2 separate regions of the Sus scrofa genome follow, and region 1 is linked to region 2. Evidence: chromatin contacts called from public promoter capture Hi-C data. All regions are on one chromosome and are shown on one strand. The core of a region is the stretch at or near the end of the contact, and the rest is flanking DNA. Distances in the headings are between cores, read along the strand shown. Region 1 overlaps GBE1 (1,4-alpha-glucan-branching enzyme). Region 2 holds the start of GBE1 (1,4-alpha-glucan-branching enzyme).

The links. Promoter capture Hi-C pulls out the DNA fragments that hold promoters and counts their contacts.
Region 1: a contact with region 2 is called in a promoter capture Hi-C map of liver, with 4 times the contacts expected there. The contact joins the enhancer-like site here to the promoter of GBE1 in region 2. A contact is called at or near these places in 2 of 5 promoter capture datasets (fetal liver and liver), 6 of 47 Hi-C or Micro-C datasets (brain, embryonic fibroblasts, liver and 1 more) and 1 of 2 datasets of contacts at active chromatin or transcription factors (alveolar macrophages).

Annotation. Positions count from the first base shown.
Region 1 is chr13:173,727,287-173,732,065 of Sscrofa11.1, reverse strand. All of the region lies in intron 3 of GBE1 (1,4-alpha-glucan-branching enzyme), which reads right to left. Among named protein-coding and RNA genes, the nearest start is that of GBE1, 95 kb to the right of the region's middle. Within about 2 kb of position 1,270, at least 2 of the 83 cell types and tissues checked have an H3K27ac peak or open chromatin away from gene starts, as enhancers often do. A contact at or near this core is called in fetal liver and liver, where this site is marked.
Region 2 is chr13:173,631,960-173,636,729 of Sscrofa11.1, reverse strand. It overlaps GBE1 (1,4-alpha-glucan-branching enzyme), which reads right to left and starts at 2,329. Exons shown (of 16, transcript XM_021070783.1): 1 at 1,800-2,329. The coding sequence starts at 1,942.

The DNA of each region.
Region 1 (4,779 bases), core at 21-2,520, 96 kb before region 2:
GACAGGGCATTTGGAAGAAAATTAGGTTTAAATGGAAGGCATAAGCCTGGGGGCCTGATGATAAGATTCTTGCCATGTGAGGACACAGCAAGAAGGCAGCCATCTTTAAGCCAGGAAAATAATGCTCACTGGAACCCAACCATGCTGGCTGATCTCAGACTTCCAGCCTTCAGAACTGTGAGAAATTAAATTTCTGTTGTTTACACTGCCCAGAATACAGCATTTTGTTATTTTAGCTCTAAAGATCACTATTATACAACCCTTTGAAAAGGTTCAAGGTCTGGCATCAAGAAACCTCTATTCTAATCCATTTTGTTACTGATTTGGCAAAGAAAAGTTAAAGTACATAAACATCCTAAATAAACACTTCAAAGAAGACAATGCGTGGAGTTCCCAATGTGGCTCAGCAGGTTAAGAGTCCAACTAATAACCATAAGGATGTGGCTTCAATCCCTGGCCTCACTCCGTGGGTTAAGGATCCTGCATATGTTGTAAACTTGGCTCCAATTTGGAGCTCTGATTGGACCCCTAGCCGGGAAACTTCCATATGCTGCAGGTGCATCTCTAGAAACAAACAAAAAATTTTCTTTTTTTGGGGCCCTATCCATAGCAGTAGAAGTTCCTGAGCCAGGGATCGAACCCAGACCTCAGTGACAAGGGTGGATCCTTTAACTGCTAGGCCACCAGGGACCTTCCTAAAAGAAGATAATCCTGATTGTCATTGCTAGTCAAATGGATATTAATAGAAATAATTTTTAAGAAAAGAAAACAGAAATCAGAAGAAAAGAAAGGAATTCTTCAGTTTGCCTCCAACCCACCTTTCAGGTTTACTTTCCCTGGAACTCTCACTTCTCTTGACCTGCACTCTTTCACTGACCTCCTGAGCCCCATTTTACTAGTCAGTCAGATCCACTTATCATTGGCTTTCTGCCCCAGGAGGCTAATTGATGTGGACCATATTTCCCAGAACTCTGGCTTTTTATTGGACTGGGCAATGTGGAACCACAGGAAGAGGTCAGAGAAAGGAAGAAGAGTGAGAGATCAGAGTATTTGTTTCCTTATTCCCCTAGCTCCTTCCCTGCAAGGTAGTCATGAATTAACCACATCTGTCACCAAAACTCAGTGCTCCTCTCAAGATGGCTGATTCGGTCTCCCTCTGGGTTCTAGTAATTGATCCCATGTTCCTTGTGGCCTAGGCAAGGTTAGTATGGGTGTTGCTAAGTCCCCTCACCCCACTCTCCTTTGAACTCTAGAGCAGATCCCTCGCATGTTCAACTTTGAAAACAGCCTTTCGGAGGTGGAAAGAAAAAAATAAACAAAACTGTTCAAACTGTCCTATTTTCAGTATGCCGTTGCTTCCTGTTGGAACTTCAATCAATACACACACTTTTATTCATGCAGTACACCGAGTTAAAACAGCCTTCATCTTTCTATCTCTCTGGGCAACTTCTAAACATGTTACCAAGTGTGCTTGAATGTCACTGCCCTTCTGTTATTTCCCCTGTTACTATCACAGAATGAATAAACTGTTCACTAATATTTTGCTCCAATAGCACTTTATTTTTAAAACACACACACATCCCACATATATACTATAATTCAGTTCAAGCATCACGGAACAAGGACAGTACCTGACAAATGGCAGAACCTAAATAATTATGTTAAATTCCTATGAAACACCTTGAGAATTTTTTTTTTAAGTAGAATTGTTATTAAAAGTGTATCCCTTAAAATAAGGAACAAAAAATACCTTTACATAATTAATTTGGCTATGCATTCAAAAGAAGAAGTATCAAAGACATGAGTAATATATGACTATTTATTCCTTAGGAACACAGACTTCTGTTCTTTCCTTATATCTTTATAGCCTTGAATATCACTTTATTATATTACTTTATTTTTAAAATATTTTGTTCCCGTCATGGCTCAGTGCTTAATGAATCCAACTAGGAACCATGAGGTTACCGGTTCGATCCCTGGCCTCTGTCAGTGGGTTAAGGATCCGGAGTTGCCATGAGCTGTGGTGTAGGTCGCAAACATGGTTCAGATCCTGCGTTGCTGTGGCTCTGGTGTAGGCCGGTGGCTACAGCTCCAATTCAATCCCTAGCCTGGAAACCTCCATATGCCATGGGTGCGGCCCTAGAAAAGACAAAAATAAATAAATAAATAAATAATATTTTGTTTGGTAAACTTACTTAAAAACACAGAAAAGAGACATTTACATCACCATACAAGTAATTAGGTATCTTTTTCCAAAGTGTTCCATTGGAAAAAAAAGGTGTTTTGCAGAGAAAACAAAGCTTTATTTCAATGGTAGGTGATAAATTCTTTTTTGTCAATGATTACCACATAATTCATAAGAGAAACATCCACAAGTGAGTTATAAAGGTCAATTCCTTGTAGACTGAAATAAATTTTCAAGTTCAATTTAAAACGAGAGTTTTAATTACTGTGGTAGACTACCTAGGGACAATTTCAGATTGAAAGGCCAAAAACCACAAGTTGGTGATTTTTTTCTTCTTTTTATGGCCACACTTGCAGCATATGGAAGTTTCTATGCTATGGATCAAATCAGAGTTGCAGCTGCTGACCTATGCCACAGCCATAGCAACACTGACCCAAGCTGCATCGGTGACCTATGCTACAGCTTGTGGCAATGCCAGATCCTTAACCCACTGGGAGGCCAGAGATCAAACCTGCATCCTCTGGAGCCTATGTCAGGTCCTTAATCTGCTGAGCCACAATGGGAACTCCAACTTACTGGTTTTTGTATAGAGAATATAACCCTACCCTGTCCCCAAAAGAAAATCTCATACATCATTTCCTATAAATGAAAAACTAATTATATCACCATATTGACACTATAATAAAATCTAAATGTTTCCCAAAATTTGAAACATCCAAATATTATGAGTGATATTTTGGTCCTAAGTTTCCAATAAATTTATCTTCACTAAAATCTTTATAGAATAATGAAGAAAGATTACACAACAGTTAACTTGATATTTGTTGTATGTTTATTTACTGTGAGAGATTTTTAAGGCCACATAAAAAAGTAAAAGATGCTTTTTAAATTATTTCATTACATCTGCATCAAATAAATTTATGAAAGAAAGCACAGGACAGAGAATAGCGTCAAAAGTACCTTAGTCCGAATGGGCTGCTATAGCAAAATACCAGAGACTGAGTGGCTTACAAACAACCAAAACTGACGTCTCACAGTTCTAGAGGCTAGAAATTCAAGATCAGCTGCCACCATGATCTGGTGAGGGCCCTCCTCCAGGCTGCACATTTCTTACTGTATCTTCATTTGGTGGAGGGGCCAGGAATCACTCTGAAGCCTCCCTCATATGGGCACTAATCCTATTCAGATGGCTACACCTTCATGACTGACTTAAGCATCTCCTAAAACCCCAAGTACTAGTACCATCATATAAGGAATTAGGATTTCAACATATGATTTGGAGGGAGGCACAAATATTCACACCATAGCAGAAAGTATAAAAGACTTGAAATTGGATGGTCGAGGCAAATGCCTATCATCATTTCCTATATATACATCAATAATCATTCATTCCTAGTAATTGTTTTCCCAATATATAATAAAAAATGAAAATTAATTCTTTCACTGTATATAACAACAAACAAACAAAAAATTAACATGGTGAATAAATAGTGGTTACCAGTGTGGACAGGGGAGAAGGAAGCAGGGAGATAGGCATTCATGATTAAGAAAAACAAAGTATTACATACAAAATAAATGAGCAACAAGGATACGTTATACTGCCCAGGGAAATACAGCCATCATTTTGTCATAACTTTAAATGAAATATAATCTATAAAAATACCAAATCACTATGTTGTACACCTAAAACTAATATAATATTGTAAATCAACTATACTTCAATTTAAAAAATTAGCAAAAAAAAAAATTCCATTAACCATTTAATGCAAAGACGAGGTAAGGTGTTAGAGCCCATAAAATTTTCTAATTCAAGAAGACGAAAAAAATTCTGCAGCCTTTTAAAATATTAGTAAATTCAGTTCTTAAAAACAAAACATAACAAAACAAATGGTGCTAAGAACAAAGCAACTAGGACTATAATAGTCACCTTGCCTCTCAGTTTCCTAAAATCAAGACTTATAGACCACAGAGAAATCAAGCTCTGTGGTTTATTCCTTCAAAGACTGGGCCTCAAAATGGCTTTAACATTCAATAAATATTTCTTGAGTGCCTACTCTGTGGCAGACAGTCTTCTAAGAAATGTGAATATATAGTATTAGCAAACAAAACAGCAAAGGCCCCTGCTCTCATGAAGCTTATACTGACTTGGAAAAGGGATTATTTATATTAAATGTAAATCCCTCGTATTGAATACTATAGCTACTTTTTCTCCTTTTCACTACAGATTAAGAAGAACCTTGGCTGCCATCCCATGTTAAAATGTCTCTTTATTCCAGACAATATTGCTCTTCTGGTAACCATATTATGTGTGGCAATATTTCAGTGTTTTCAGATACATTTATAATTTCATTATTTGTAAAAAAAAAAAAAAAAAAAAAAAAGGCACAGTAAACATACCATGATTTTTTTCTTATTTTAAATATACTTTAAGTAACTCTAGTTAATACTCTTAAATACCAAATGCCAGTAAACCCATAATAATTCAATCATAGGATTTATCATGATAAATGCTATGAATGCTATCACATGTCCAAAGAAGGGAAAGAGATACGAGGGGCAGGGAAATATTATAGCATTGATTAGCATGAGATAAA
Region 2 (4,770 bases), core at 1,080-3,579:
CAAATGCCAAATTACTATTTGCTATGCCTAAATGGAACATGTGTGCTGGAAAATAGCAATTACTAAGAACCAAGGCCAGAAGTAGAATCCAGGCCAGAGTGAAGCACAAGGACCCACTGGACCAGCCTTTTCATCAAGAACATTGCATTGCCCTCACTTCCTTACTCTGGCATTTGTGTCTCTCATTAATTTTGACAAACCATGAAAGAGGATCAAAACTGCGTCAGTCCTAATGGAGTCGAAGTGAATTACATGAAAGAAACACTTAAGGGATTATTTGTCTACTTGTGATTATTTTTTTAAAACAAAAAGGAGGGGAAACATAGACAAAACATTTCCACAACTCTTCTTTTAGAAATGTCTTAGGTGTCATTTTACAAAGCATACAATGATTAGTCATCATTAATAAGCACATCAAAAAATTCTCACCACCATCTTTTGCTCTAAAATTTTGGGACAATTTATAAATCAAATCCAATCTTGAACAATGAAGATTATACACTAAATTTCTTTGAAAGCATATATTGTAAACACTGAAGGCAATTTCACAAGGCTGCTCCAAGAATAGCTTATATAAAGGCCCAACATCTGATTAAGCAACAGCTCAAGGTGACTCCTTTTGAAGAGGGCTCATGCATTAGGATAGTCAAGCTCTGGAATGAGATGCTGTTTTCAACTCTGTCCCTTAACAATTGCTGAATTGAGAGCAGGCAGTAGGGACAACGCCAGGTCACAAATCCAAGTTGTTTTTTTTTTCCCCAAACTTCCAATCTACCGCATTTCATTACCTGCAGTGCTGCTTCTTGCCAGCAACAAGCTACAAGTTTTCTATTACCTGAAAATGTGACCAGATATATTCTGTTGCCATGGTCGTTTTCAAGTGACTCTGCTAAAAGGCCAGAAACAAATAACAATGTGCTTATCTCGCAAACATAACTACTATAACTAGTATTAAGAACCATTTTAGTCTTCAAAACTATACCTTTTAAGTTAAGCTGACTACTAGAAGTATTATCCTAGCAACTTAATTCTGGCAAACTAATTTACTACATCATGATATAGGTCAAGCTAAAATCAAAGCATACTAAATCTGCCTCTAGAAGTATGACTTTCGTCATCTTTCTCCCTCTTCAGGATGACAGTACCAAACGTGGACCGACGCTGCCACATGTTTACTCATTCACTTGTCAGTGTTGTCCCAAGGGGGTTAAAAAAAAGTGACCAAGATATGCTTAATCTTCTCTGAGAGGCGGAATATTAACCAGAAAAGACAAGCTGCCTGAAAGAACCCTATTGGATAGAAACCCACAAAATTGCTATTAAATAAACCAGAAAGTTTTAAAAGCACTATTACACAGGCCAGATGTTATGCAGAGGCTAATTCAGAGGACCATTCTGGGGAATGGAAGGATCAGATAACCTGCAATGTCACTGCCTCACTCCGCAGAGCACCTAAGGAAACATGTGCTGGAAGCCAAAGCACACACATAATGGCGCAAAACCTCTGATTCGAAGGGAGGGGAGAGGGATGAGGAAAGTTTATTCAGCGCTTGCACTTCTAGTCAGGCGGCCAGCGTCGTCATCCCACAACTCCGGAAGCCGTAGAACCCAATTACCTGACTCCACCCGAGCCGAGCTCAGAAGGTCGGGGGCGGGGCCGACGTGGGTGGAGCCGGCAAGGGGCGGGGCCCGCACTCCCTCAAGCCAAGGGGCGGCCCCAGCGGGCGCGGGGAAAGCGGGCTGCTGGGCTTTGAGGAGTGGGGCGGGGGAGGGGGAAGAGCCCCGAGGGGGTCAGATACCTGCGCTGGAAGTCCGGAGCGTAGGGCTTCAGGTACGGGTCCGTCTCTAGAAGTCGGGCCAGTTCGGGCACGTCGGCCAGGGCAGAGGCCAGCGCCTCCTCAGAGCCTTCGGCGGGAGCCGGGGCACCAGCCGAAGCCGCCATCTTCCGCCGCAGCCCGAGTAGCCGAGGCCCGAGAGTGTCGAGTGGAGCCTGAGCGGAGACTGGAGCTCGGGCTGGGAGTAAGGCGGCGAGGGCGGAGCCGGAGGTCGCCCGGACAAGCCGAGGCGAGCTGAGGAGGCCCAGGGCCCTTTATAGCCGGGGAGAACGGCCCCCTGTTCCCCTTCCCCCCCCCCGCGGGCGGGGAGGAGCGGGACCCGGAGTGCGCCCTGGACGCACGTCCCGAAAGGGGAGGAGGCGCCCAGGCAGCCTACTCACGCGGCTCGCACCTGGAGGCCACCGAGACCTACCCTTTCCTCCCAGCGTCTCTGCCCCGGGGGCCGAGGCCACCCCGGGAGGCGGGTCCGGTGCAGACCTTGCTCAGCCTTGACCTCTCTGATCCTGACCCATCTTGGCTCCAAGGCAACTCCCCCCGCCCCCCAACACACCTTCCGCCTTATTTCTTTAATCAGCTTCTCCTGGCGGCATTGGCTATAAGGTTTTCTTGAAAGGGACTTTTTTCCTCCAAGTTCTGAGAGTTTCTTATTAACTTAGTGTTTCATACAGATGAAATAAATTCATTATGAGGGGAACAGTCAAGTATGGATAGAATAATGCCTTTGAAAATGTTAATTATGCTTCTTTACTGCTCATTTTTCCCCGTTTCGTGAATTTAACCAAAAAAGTCAGGATCCTGGAACCACTTCAGGGATGTTCTGGTGTTCTGGTATTCTCTGGGTTACCAGCACTGAGAATTGAAACCATATGGATTTTTACTATTCCCTATGCCTAAAAAAAGAAAAAGAAAGAAAAATGCTCTCTTACCTTTGAAAATAATTGTAACAAACTTTAGCGATTAAACTACACTTACTGAGATAAGATACAGGGAAGAGCATTAAATTGATATTCAGCTATGCTCCTTATTAACGAAGTGCTAAGGCAAGAAACCTCTTCCTCTTGGTTTAGGAATGGGGAACTCTAGGCAGTCTCCCCCACTTGGAACTTGTTTATGTTTTCATTCCCATTAACTTTTTTCTAGTTTAAAGATCCTTTTTTAAGAATACAGAATTACTTTGCACATAGAGACTGGAGACGCTTAGAGGCTGTCTCTGGCTAATAACCTCAGTTAAGACAGAAGTGTCTGGAATCCAAGGGGCTGTGGAGAAGGACATTTGAGCAGCCATGGGCCTTGAATTTTAAAACGTTCAGAACATTTCCTGTGATGGGGTTAAAAAAGACTTGATGAAAGATATCTAGTAAAAGAGGAAAAAAGATATCTAGTAAAAGTGGAAGTGGAGGATTTGGAAAACCTTCAGAAAGATGTCTTACTTTCCATAAAGATGACAGCTTGCAAACATTTGTGGAATAAAAAACAACACTTGAAACTCAAGCAGGATACCTAATAGACCCACAGATTTATCAGAAATCCAGGTTCATGTGGCTACCTGCCTACTGAAATCTCTATTTAGCTGGCTAAGAGTCTTGAGCCGCTTGTCACTGGAGACATACACTAAGAAAGTCTTACCTCTTCTGCTACCACTTTTTTTTTTAATACTTAATGAATTTTATTACATTTATATGTGTATAACAATCATCACAACCAAATTTTATAGCATCAGAGTTCCCGTCATGGCTAAGTGGTTAACAAATATGACTAGGAACCATGAGGAGGTGGGTTCCATCCCTGGCCTCACTCGGTGGGTTAAGGATCCAGCGTTGCCGTGAGCTGTGGTGTAGGTCGCAGATGCGACTTGGATCCCACATTGCTATGGCTCTGGTGAAGGCGGGCAGCTACAGCTCTGACTGGACCCCTAGCCTGGGACCCTCCAGGTGCACCAGGTGCAGCCCTAGCAAAGACAAAAAAAAATTTATAGCGTGTCCATCCCAAACCCTCAGTGCATCTCCCTATACCCAACATGTCTCATTTGGAAACCCTAAGTTTTTCAAAGTGTGGGAGTCAGTATCTATTCTGCAAAGAAGTGCATTGTATCCTTGTTTTAGATTCCACATGTCAGTGATAGCACTTGATGTTGGTGTCTCATTGTCTGACTGACTTCACTTAGCATAATTTCTAGGTCCGTCCATGTTGCTACAAATGCCGTTATTTCTTGTTCTTTCTTTCCTTTTAATGGCTGAGTAATGTTCTATTGTGTATATGTACCATTTCTTCTTTATCCTCCTCAGTCGGGGGACATTTAAGTTGTTTCCATGTTTTGGCTATTGCAAATAGTGCTTCAGTGAACATTGGAGTACATGTGTCTTTTCAAGTCATGGTTTTCTCTGGATAGATGCCCAGGAGTGGGATTGCTGGATCAAATGGTAGTTCTGTTTTTAGTTTCAGAGGAATCTACATACTGTTTTCCACAGTGGTTGCACCAATTTACATTCCCACCAAATGAATAGGGTTCCTTTTTCTCCACACCCTCTCCAGCAATTATTCTTTGTAGACATTTTGATGATGGCCATTCTGGCCGGTGTAAGGTGATACCTCATAGTAATTTTGATTTGCATTTCTCTAATGAGTGATGTTGACATCTTTTCATGTGTTTTTTAGCCATCCGTATGTCTTTTTTGCCCCATCAAAAAATGGGCAGAAGATCTAAACAGACAATTCTGCTATCACTCTCATGCAAGCCTTTCTCTTTAACATAGGTGGATTTGGACCAACATATCTAAGTGTTTCTCTTCTACTCTTTCTCACCTCCAATCCATTTTCTAGTGTTGCTCAAGCTTTAGTGTGCATATAAGTTATCGGGGGAATCTTGTTAAAAGCATAGACTCTTTTTCAGTTCTGGGTGGTGTCTCGGATTCTGAAATTTTAACAAGCTAAGAGG